Linked DNA regions of Sus scrofa: all the other regions are linked to region 1. A link is a contact called in public HiChIP or PLAC-seq data. All regions are on one chromosome and are shown on one strand. The core of a region is the stretch at or near the end of the contact, and the rest is flanking DNA. Distances in the headings are between cores, read along the strand shown. Region 1 has its middle 110 kb from the start of SAMSN1. Region 2 overlaps LOC100152428 (multidrug resistance-associated protein 1). Region 3 holds the start of LOC100152428 (multidrug resistance-associated protein 1).

What was found. HiChIP or PLAC-seq counts read pairs in DNA pulled down with a chosen protein or histone mark.
Region 2: an H3K27ac HiChIP or PLAC-seq map of alveolar macrophages shows a contact between it and region 1. The contact joins two enhancer-like sites. A contact is called at or near these places in 1 of 47 Hi-C or Micro-C datasets (alveolar macrophages) and 1 of 2 datasets of contacts at active chromatin or transcription factors (alveolar macrophages).
Region 3: an H3K27ac HiChIP or PLAC-seq map of alveolar macrophages shows a contact between it and region 1. The contact joins the promoter of LOC100152428 here to the enhancer-like site in region 1. A contact is called at or near these places in 4 of 47 Hi-C or Micro-C datasets (embryonic fibroblasts, epiblast stem cells, omental adipose tissue and 1 more) and 2 of 2 datasets of contacts at active chromatin or transcription factors (alveolar macrophages and skeletal muscle).

What each region holds. Positions count from the first base shown.
Region 1 is chr13:179,619,551-179,622,781 of Sscrofa11.1, reverse strand. No RefSeq gene overlaps it. Among named protein-coding and RNA genes, the nearest start is that of SAMSN1, 110 kb to the right of the region's middle. Within about 2 kb of position 1,896, at least 5 of the 83 cell types and tissues checked have an H3K27ac peak or open chromatin away from gene starts, as enhancers often do. A contact at or near this core is called in alveolar macrophages, where this site is marked.
Region 2 is chr13:179,303,403-179,306,585 of Sscrofa11.1, reverse strand. It overlaps LOC100152428 (multidrug resistance-associated protein 1), which reads right to left. Exons shown (of 28, transcript XM_005670294.3): 26 at 1,896-2,062; 27 at 1-145. Among named protein-coding and RNA genes, the nearest start is that of HSPA13, 16 kb to the left of the region's middle. Within about 2 kb of position 1,540, at least 9 of the 83 cell types and tissues checked have an H3K27ac peak or open chromatin away from gene starts, as enhancers often do. A contact at or near this core is called in alveolar macrophages, where this site is marked.
Region 3 is chr13:179,224,095-179,227,022 of Sscrofa11.1, reverse strand. It overlaps LOC100152428 (multidrug resistance-associated protein 1), which reads right to left and starts at 1,663. Exons shown (of 28, transcript XM_005670294.3): 1 at 1,400-1,663. The coding sequence starts at 1,471.

The DNA of each region.
Region 1 (3,231 bases), core at 647-3,146:
AGCCGCAGCAATGCGGGATCCGAGCTGGACCTGCAACCTACGCCGCAGCTTGCAACAACACCAGATCCTTAACCCAGTGAGTAACGCCAGGGATCAAATCGAACCCACATCCTCGCAGACGCTATGTTGGGTTCTTAACCTGCTGAACCACAATGGGAATTCCAAGATTTACCTTCACATCATGTTTCACTATTGAAAAAAATGAAATGTGCGCAAAATTTACGTTTGATAATTTTTTTTTAGTTTTTAAAACTCAGTTTCCTATGCCCCAATTCTGATTCAACAGACTTGACACAGGGCAAGGATTACGCATTTTGCAAATCTAGGCTCTGCGTGTGATTCTGGCGAAGGTGATCAGAGGTCAACTTCTCTGGAAACCTCACTTTGTAGGGACTCCCCAGGAGATGGTTCCAAGATGCATCAGCAGAGAGCCCATAGAAACTGAGACGCCATAGGCCCCATCAGGTGAACCAGGGATTTGTAATGTCTTTCACTTCACTTTATACCCAGTCTCAGTGTAGAAAGGGTGAAGTGCATACAAAAATGGAAATTTGGCACTTTAATCTGTGATGGGGAATTTGAGATTTTCATGGCATTCCAATGCCTAATATATTTAAATTGGAAATTAACAAAGAATGACTTGAGAAAAAGAAGTCTTTGAAATGTTCAAAAATAATTTTTTAGATTTTCCTAGATGTCGTTCATGTTGATTTTAATGTCTATTTCATATATATACTATTTTTATTTAAATCATGTCTATAATTCTAATTAACCTTTAGATTTTCAATTAAAATGGAGTGAAGATGATCATTTTCAATGAATATCTAAAATATAATGAAGTTTTTTGAATATTTTACAGATTAAGAATTATAGATTTTTTGTCTTCAGTAATTTAATATTCTACTATGCTTTATTTAACTTAGTGATGTCAGAATTCTTTTTCACTTTGACTCTAATAAGTATTAAAAGTCTTTAAGCCCTAAGATGATACTAGTGACAACAGTAATAAGCAGTTAATTTTGTATGAAATGCTTGACCTAGTTTGTAGATATATGTACAAAAATAAATTACAGGAGTAAACTATGAATACTCCTAGCTATTCAAGAGGTATCAAACACTCTGTAAATTTAAATATTCTTATTATTTATTTGAAAAAAGAATACAGCTTTTTGTTAACAAAGGACCAATAAATCTAAATATTAGGCCATATGAATCCACAAAATGAAGTCAACTGATAGGTAGAGCCCATTTCTTTTCTTTAAAATTTTTTTCTTTTTTCTTTTTTTTTTTCTTTTTACATTCACACCTGAAGCATATGGAAGTTGCCCAGCCAGAGACTGAATCTGAGCTGCAGCTGGGGCCTAGGCAACATTGGCTCCAAGCCACATCTGCAACCTATACAGCAACTTAAGCCAAAGCAGATCCTTAACCCACCGAGCAAGGCCATGGATCAAGACCCACATGTGCACAGAGACACCATCAGGGCCTTAACCAGCCAACCCACAACCAGAATTCCCATCTCTTATTTATACACCCTCTTTACCTATTTAGCTTCTAATCATCCTTCAGGTTTTTAGTTTAGCTATTAAACTTCTTCCCATTCCTTGCTTATCCCTCGCAGAATACTTCTCATCTTCAGTTGTAACTGCAGCTTCAGAACACCTTTAAAAGGAAATATACCTTGTTTACTACTGTATCTCTGGGCCTCCTACAGGCCATGGTAATTGTTGCTATTTAAATAGTTATTGGGTAATTAGGACATTTCAGCTTTTCTGACAGATGGTAAACTTCTTGAGGACAGGTATTCCATTCCTAGGACTGAGCACCTCATAAGAGGCACTGCCTAAATATTCTGGAAATAATGAAAAAATATGAGGGAAAGTCAACAGTGGCATCCCCCAGGGGGTGCTAAAGCCCTAAGTCTTGTTTACTTATGCCTTCAACCAGAGTAAAATCGTTCTAGACTGTTTCAGCTTAAGTAAACAAACATTTATTGAGTGTTTTGGGTTTCCTTAGAATTGCAAAGATAACCAAGCCTCAGTTCTTGCTCTAGAGAATTTTAGAAGCTAGTATAGCAACTCGTTCAGCAGAAAGACTATGTCAAGAGTGTAGACTTAAGACAAAGCATCTGGTCTTTTAGACACAGTAACTTCAGGGATACTTCACTTCAAGGGTGTTACAACTGCCCCAATCCCCCCACAGACTGCCTTGGAACATTTGCAATCATACCTTGGGATCTGGGATTCTCTCCTTATTAAGAATTCTGCTGAAGCTTGGGACATTTTCCCACCAAAGAACAGCTTGAGTTTATGTAAAAGCCAAAAGCTCTCTGGAAGCAACTTTCTATTCCTTCCTAGATGCTTTCATGATTGGCCAGAACTAAATGGCATAAAAGTCCCATCCTTCTTAATCCTCTAAGACAAGTTATATGTCATTTGATGTTCAGTAGATGCATTTGAATTAATAGTCACAGGCATTTGGCCATATGCCTAGAAATTTGGGCACAACCAGAGGTGCTTGTGGGGAAAATGACCTCTCCCTGGCCATGGCTTCTAATTGCAAATGTCTGCAATAACATAATCTGAACATAGGTCAAGGCACTGCTGGGTGAAGTGTTTCATAGGACAAATGGATATTTTTGTTTTTCCTGGCAGTGATCAAAGCCTTGGAGTTGTACCTAACTAGAAAGTATGATTTTTGAGGGACTAAGCCTTGTGTTTATCACTTAAAAAACCACACACATATCACTTGTGCCCTAAAACTGAGTTGGAATCTGTAATTTTTCTGGGCAAGAAACTAGACTGCCAACTTATTTTAACTGCTAGAAACTTTACAACAGAGTTCTCTTTTTTAAATGTTAAATTTGGAATTAGATCAGTAGAGTGGTAATTCTGAGTAGGAATTGCTTGGCAAACTCTCTTGTGTCTCACGGAAAATTTGTATCTTAATATTAGCTTTTGGCTAATGTATATTCTATGAGTAAGCTATAAGCTCTCTTTTAGTAAGGACCCCTACCGAAAGGTAGAAATGGCCAGGGGAGGGTCCAATTTTTATGTACTCCTTAGCTGCTATATGCAATATAACCTGGAGAGATCAAGTAATAAAAGATTAGGAAAGAGGAAGAGGTTAATACATAATGTTACCTTCTGCAAGAAACAGGATATCTTGCCTTTTTAAAAAAATCATGCAAAGCACCAACACAGGTGTTTCTAAATAATGGCTAGTTCAACA
Region 2 (3,183 bases), core at 291-2,790, 320 kb after region 1:
GCAATCAGAAAACTCCTTCCTGATTGTGGTCTGCACCAAGCTGTCTGTCTCAAAATCAATGGAGGCTGTTGCCTCATCCAAGATGAGAATTTTTGCTTTTCGCAACAATGCACGAGCAAGACAGATGAGCTGTCGTTGTCCAACACTGTTTAAAAAAACAGTAAAATAATTTCAACAGTGGCATTTATGGTCACACACTTTCTGTCCTAAAATTCTGATTATATGTTATTCTCTTCCTATTTCACCCATTCATTATCTCTCTCTCTCTCTTTTTTTTTTTTTTTTGTCTTTGCTATTTCTTGGGCTGCTCCCGCGGCATATGGAGGTTCCCAGGCTAGGGGTCCAATCAGAGCTGTAGCCACTGGCCTACGCCAGAGCCACAGCAACGCCAGATCTGAGCAGCGTCTGCAACCTACACCACAGCTCACGGCAACGCCAGATCGTTAACCCACTGAGCAAGGGCAGGGACCAAACCCGCAACCTCATAGTTCCTAGTCGGATCCGTTAACCACTGCGCCACGACGGGAACTTCCATTATCTCTTTTCTTTAAGAAATATTCACTGAGTGGGAGTTCCCAGCATGGTTTAGCGGTTATGAACCCCACTAGTATCCATGAGGAGGCAGGTTTGATCCCTGGCCTTGCTCAGTGGGTTAAGGATCCAGCATTGCTGTGAACTGTGGTGTGGGTCCCACACTTGGCTCGGATCTTGCATTGCTATGGCTGTGGCGTAGACTGTCAGCTGCAGCCCCAATTCAACCCCTAGCCTGGGAATTTCCATATGGTGCAGGTGAGGCCCTAAAAGCCACATAAAATTCAGTGAGTGATTCCTATATGCCAGACTCTGGTCCAAGTTTTGCAAATACAGCAATGAATTAAACAGATAAAAGTCTGTCTATGTGGAGTTTACATGGGGAAACAAAAAATAAACAAGATAAGTGAGCAAAATACATAGTAATGAGAAGAATTCAAACATACAGAAAAGGAGGGTAGAAGTGTGGGTATGGGGTGGATATTTTAGATGGGTGTGCCAAAATATCCGCACTGAGAAGATGCCCTTTTTTGGCTCTTTTTACGGCCACACCTGCAACATATGGAAGTTCCTGGGCCAAGGGTCAAATTGGAGCTGCAGCTGCAGGCCTATTCCCCAGTCACAGCAACACCGGATCTGAGTCACATCTGTGACCTATGCCACAGCTTTGGGCAATACCGGATCCGAAACCCACTGAATGAGGCCAGGGATCAAAGCTGCATCTTCCTGGAGACCATGTATTAATCTTCTGAGTCACAGAGGGAACTCTGAGAAAATGCCCTTTAAATCAAGACCTGAAGAAAGTGGAGAGTGAGTCATGTAGATTTTCAATGGGAACTTGTTCCCGGCAAAGTGAATGGCAAGTATAAAATTCCTGCGGCAGGCAGAAACTGGCCTGGCATATTCATGAAAGAGTAGGAAAGTCAAGGTGACAGAAAGAGAGGGGGGGAGCAGGAGAGTAACAAAGAGGCTGAGTCATTCAGTGTAGGCTTAAGAGTATCCACCAGACTTTCCTTACCACATAAAGGAACTGTCCTAAAAGACATTAAACAGCTGTGAAGAAAAGGCAGCTCCTTATAACATTATTTTTAGAAAGAAAGCTATTAGGAGTCTTTGCAAAAGAAGTTTCAATTAAATAGTGACATTTCACACTGCATTGTTCCTTTGTTTTCCCTTTGTTCCCAGCCAGTGGCTACCATTCTATTTATTCCTTTTCTTGATCCCCTAGAGGAAATCAGCAGTGGTGCATTTTGAAAGACCAAACCAAATCCATGGTAGCTCTGGAGTGACTTCCCTCTGAGGCAAACTTGCTTCTAAAAAGCCTGGAAAGAATAACCTGGCAAGCTCTGTTCTTTGCAGCTTACCTGAGGTTTTCCCCACCCTCTGAAATCTCATGCAGCAGCTTCTTCGGAAGGGACTGTACAAACTCTTTTAAATGACACAGCTCCAGCACCTCCCACAGCTCGCCATCAGAATACTTGTCTAGGGGGTCCAGGTTCATTTGAAGCGTTCCAGAAAACAAAACCGGATCCTAGAGAATAACACAGTTACCAGTAACCTTACTGTCGCATGAGGCATACATACATTAAACGAGGAAAAACAAAATGATCAAAACTAAATAGTTATCAAATTCATTTTATACTGAAACCAATAGTAAGGAGAATCAGAATAAGCTACAAGTTAGATTAAATCATATAAACTCCCTCATTCTTCCTCCTCCTCTTATTAATAATGTCAATAACAACCTCAATAATAATGATGGTGATAGTAGCCATTTAGTCAGGGGATATGAAATAATGCAGAAAATAACCAAATAAATGCCATCTATACTATACACATAATATTATCAATCAGAACACCAACCCAGAAAGATAGGAGTCAGTATCTCCATTTGACAGATAGTGACCTGAAGGTTTCAAAAAAACTCTTGTTCAAGGACACACTGAAGGTAAGTGCTCAAGGAGATTTCAAAGAGGACAAGTCCATGCTCTTTTCAATACAACCAACATGCCTAGTGAAACTATTTTACTACACCTGTTTTGATTTATAAGTGAAGAACTGTTTCTTCTCTCCACTAAAATTTTTCCCTGCTAGAATTTCAGATTTTACGCAAATTTGTTTTGAAGTAAATTCACAAATTCAAGTATATATTTAAACAATATGACGAAGATCATAGTATTTTAAAATATTTTTAGAAAAAAAAAGATATTTCAGAAATGCTCAGCTTAAATCTCTCAAACTCAAATGAATAAGTCATCCTTGACTAGAGAGGCATATCATTCAGCCAATTTGCCTACTTGTTAATGACCAAATTCTTTTGATGCCACAGATGGAAAAATCAAAGGACTTGAGAAAAAAGATCTGACTAAATTATTGTTCTTTTAATTTTTTTAATGTTTCTAAAGTTCAAGTCAAAAGAGTCCTACATTCCAATTACCAACTAAGCAAAAGTCTCAGTAAATGTTTTTTTCTTTCAAAAATACCAATGCTTTTTGGTCTGATATCTTCCCTCAGATTTTATTTGTATTTATTATTACAAAGGAAACTTGCAAAGCAATGTACCAGTTTTTCAAATAGATAAAGGCACATCAGAAGACTTCAGAGTAAGAGTGTTTATTAATAGGATTCGATTACATAGTGATTTTTCATTAT
Region 3 (2,928 bases), core at 414-2,913, 400 kb after region 1:
GATGTGGCACTAAAAAGCAAAAAAAAAAAAAAAAAAGTCTCAGCAATGAAATGTAATCACACAAGGTTTTCAACATGCTTTGAAGCCATCAGCTTTAAAAAAAAAAAAAAAAAAAAAACTTGCATCACAGAAGTAACAAATAGAAAATGTGATTAAAACAAGTGTGTTCAGTCTTGTATCAATAACTTATTCATTCATAAAGCTATCCAGATTGAGTAATAGTCAAGGAAATAAACACTGCTGGAGTCTTGTTGGAAGAGCCCACTGAAATTTTGGGTGAGGGAATTGTTTGGGTTTAGCAATTTCTTACCCTGTAAATTTGTAATTCATTGCCTTTGGCCACCTCTGCAGTTAGACTAATGATGTTAAACCAATTTCCCTGATTAAGTCTACAGTAAAGTGAAAAGGGGACTTATTCAATACTTATATTTTATAGATTTAAAAAAGTGCTTTACATATTATTTGTTTTACCTTGATAGAAATTTATAGTTTCTTTTTTCAATAAATTATTAATGTATAGTTGATTTCGAATATTGTGTCAATTTCTGCTGTACAACAAAGTGACCCAGTCATACATACACATACATTCTTTTTCTCATATAGTGTCATTTTTATATGTAATCAGAAGAATGGCTGTCATATTTATTTGACGCTTGTACTTATTAACAAAAGCCAGGATTTGAAAGGTTCTGTCCCCTGAATGTGAAATCCTTTTTAAAAATTTTTCTTTTTAGAACTACAGAACCCACATGTGCTAAGGGCTATTTCTAAGGTCTATTTCTAAGATCCTGTCTTGCATAGTGGTGAGAAATAAAACAAATTGAGTTTTTATTAGGGAAATCACTCCAGATATGCTACACAACTGCAGGGTTCCTTTCCTTAGCACATGACTTCTATCGTGGAGGAAGCACGTGTTGTGGGAGGAGAGGGGAGTGGCAGATCAAGGTACAGATAAGGTCTGCAGTTTCTGGATTTTCCGGAGGCCTCAGTGTCCCTGTACTCTGTCAGTTGACACACAGTTTATTTATCCCGAATCTCTCCTGGGGTTTTAATGGGCTCTACTGATGGTAAATTTCCATTCTGACCTCTACTCCTTCAGTCAAAGTCAAATCCATTCATTCTTTTCTCAAATGTGTGTTTCTGGTAACAGGGGAGTCACCTAATCCCTTCAAAAATGCCTCTTTGCTTAGGCAGCCACCTCCACTGAGATAGTGAAGGTTTAAGTTTCACACCATCCTCCTGAGCGTGTGTGTGTCTGATTTACTAGGAAAACAAAGATCTAAGACATCAATTCACGTTTCCAGATCTCAACAGTTAGCTCTCCCCACTTTCCTTTTTCCCTCAGACCAGCCAGAAAACCGCCCCGCTTTTTCCCACCCTGCTCCACCCCGAGCTTTACCTGCGTCCAGGAGCCTTGGGGGACCCGCTGGTAGGAGCCGCTAGCGCCCCATCTCCACAGGCTGGAAAACATGGCCCGCGGGGATTCTTGGCGACGGCGACAGCGACGGCTAAGGGAAGCGGAGAGAGGTGCTGCGGCTGTCACCTCTCTTGGCAGGGGACCGTCAGTCCCGCCGGAGCCTGGAAGGTGGAAGGAAGGGAGCACTCAGCCGGGCGTGTCAGCTGTCGCCCTGCCCTCTACCAGCACTTCCTGCCAGCGCCCTGAGCTGCGAGTTGGGGCAGGAAGGGAGGAAGGCGGGGGCTGAGAAGAAATGAGACCTTCGGTGGAGTCCAAAGATCTCTGCTTTTTGAGAAGTTTGCACTTGACTCAGTAGCTCCAGATTTCTCAATTTCCAGGGTTACTTTAGAAAACGTACCCCTTGTCTATAGAAGAGCAAACTCTTTTCCCCTTGGGATGTCATTTATTTATTTGCAAACAGAAGGTAAACAGCTGTCCCCTACAGAAAACTGTTAAGGACAACAAGTGTCAGTAGAATTTTACAGAAATTTTATTGCAAGGGGCTTTAAAATTAGAACGTTAATGGAATGCTTCCCTAAGTATTAGAAAACAGTAACAGTATATAGAATCTAAATTTTACTCTCCAAACTAATCATAAAGCTATGTAATAAGTGGAAACACATTGTAGTAACTAAGAGTAGCAAAGAACTAAATAAAATATGTGCCATACAAAGGGGGGTATGAAAATTAAGGATGACATTTTGCCTTTTAATAAATATTGATGGATCATAGACCTTGTATAAAGAAATGTTGGTGTGTGCAAATAATCATTTTCCATGGGATGTGTCATTGGTCTGATGAAGTACTTTGTTTCAATTGACTTAGAAATTGAAATAACAGAAGGAGGAGTAATTGTAAGAATTCTGTGTAGTGGGGATAAGGATAAGTCAACGTGATGATTTTACAAGGATGGGTATTGTGTTTCAGGACCAAGGAACATTCTGTCTGCTTCTTGAAATCAATGCTAGAGGTAGGCAGAAAAAATTAAATATTTAATACAAGGAAAAGCCAGTATCCTAAAGAAAGGGGCTCAAAGATGGTACTTAGGGGGAGTTTTGGTCTGCCCACAGAACAGGTCAAACTGAGAAATCCAAATATGTCTACACAGGGATTAAACCAAATGATACCTCATGGAATTAAAATACTGGGGAATGTTTAGAAACACAATTTATTTGACTCTCTTCAAACCATATTTGTCTGGCCCTATGCAAAACGGAAGTTGTAGTTTTCATTTTAAAGTAAATAAGACTGAAGAACTGAGGTCATAGTTCAAAACTTAGACATTTTGTCTCACTTCTTCCAGAATTTTTCACAAATTCACAGGCCGAAATAGGGACATGATCAATTCAGCAGCCTCTCCTTGAGGGGCCCTTTCCCCATCTGTATTTTTAAACTCTTCCCTCTGGATTCTACACAGAAAAGACAATGTCATCTTATACATTTAGTTCCTGCTTTTTCACATATAAGGAGAG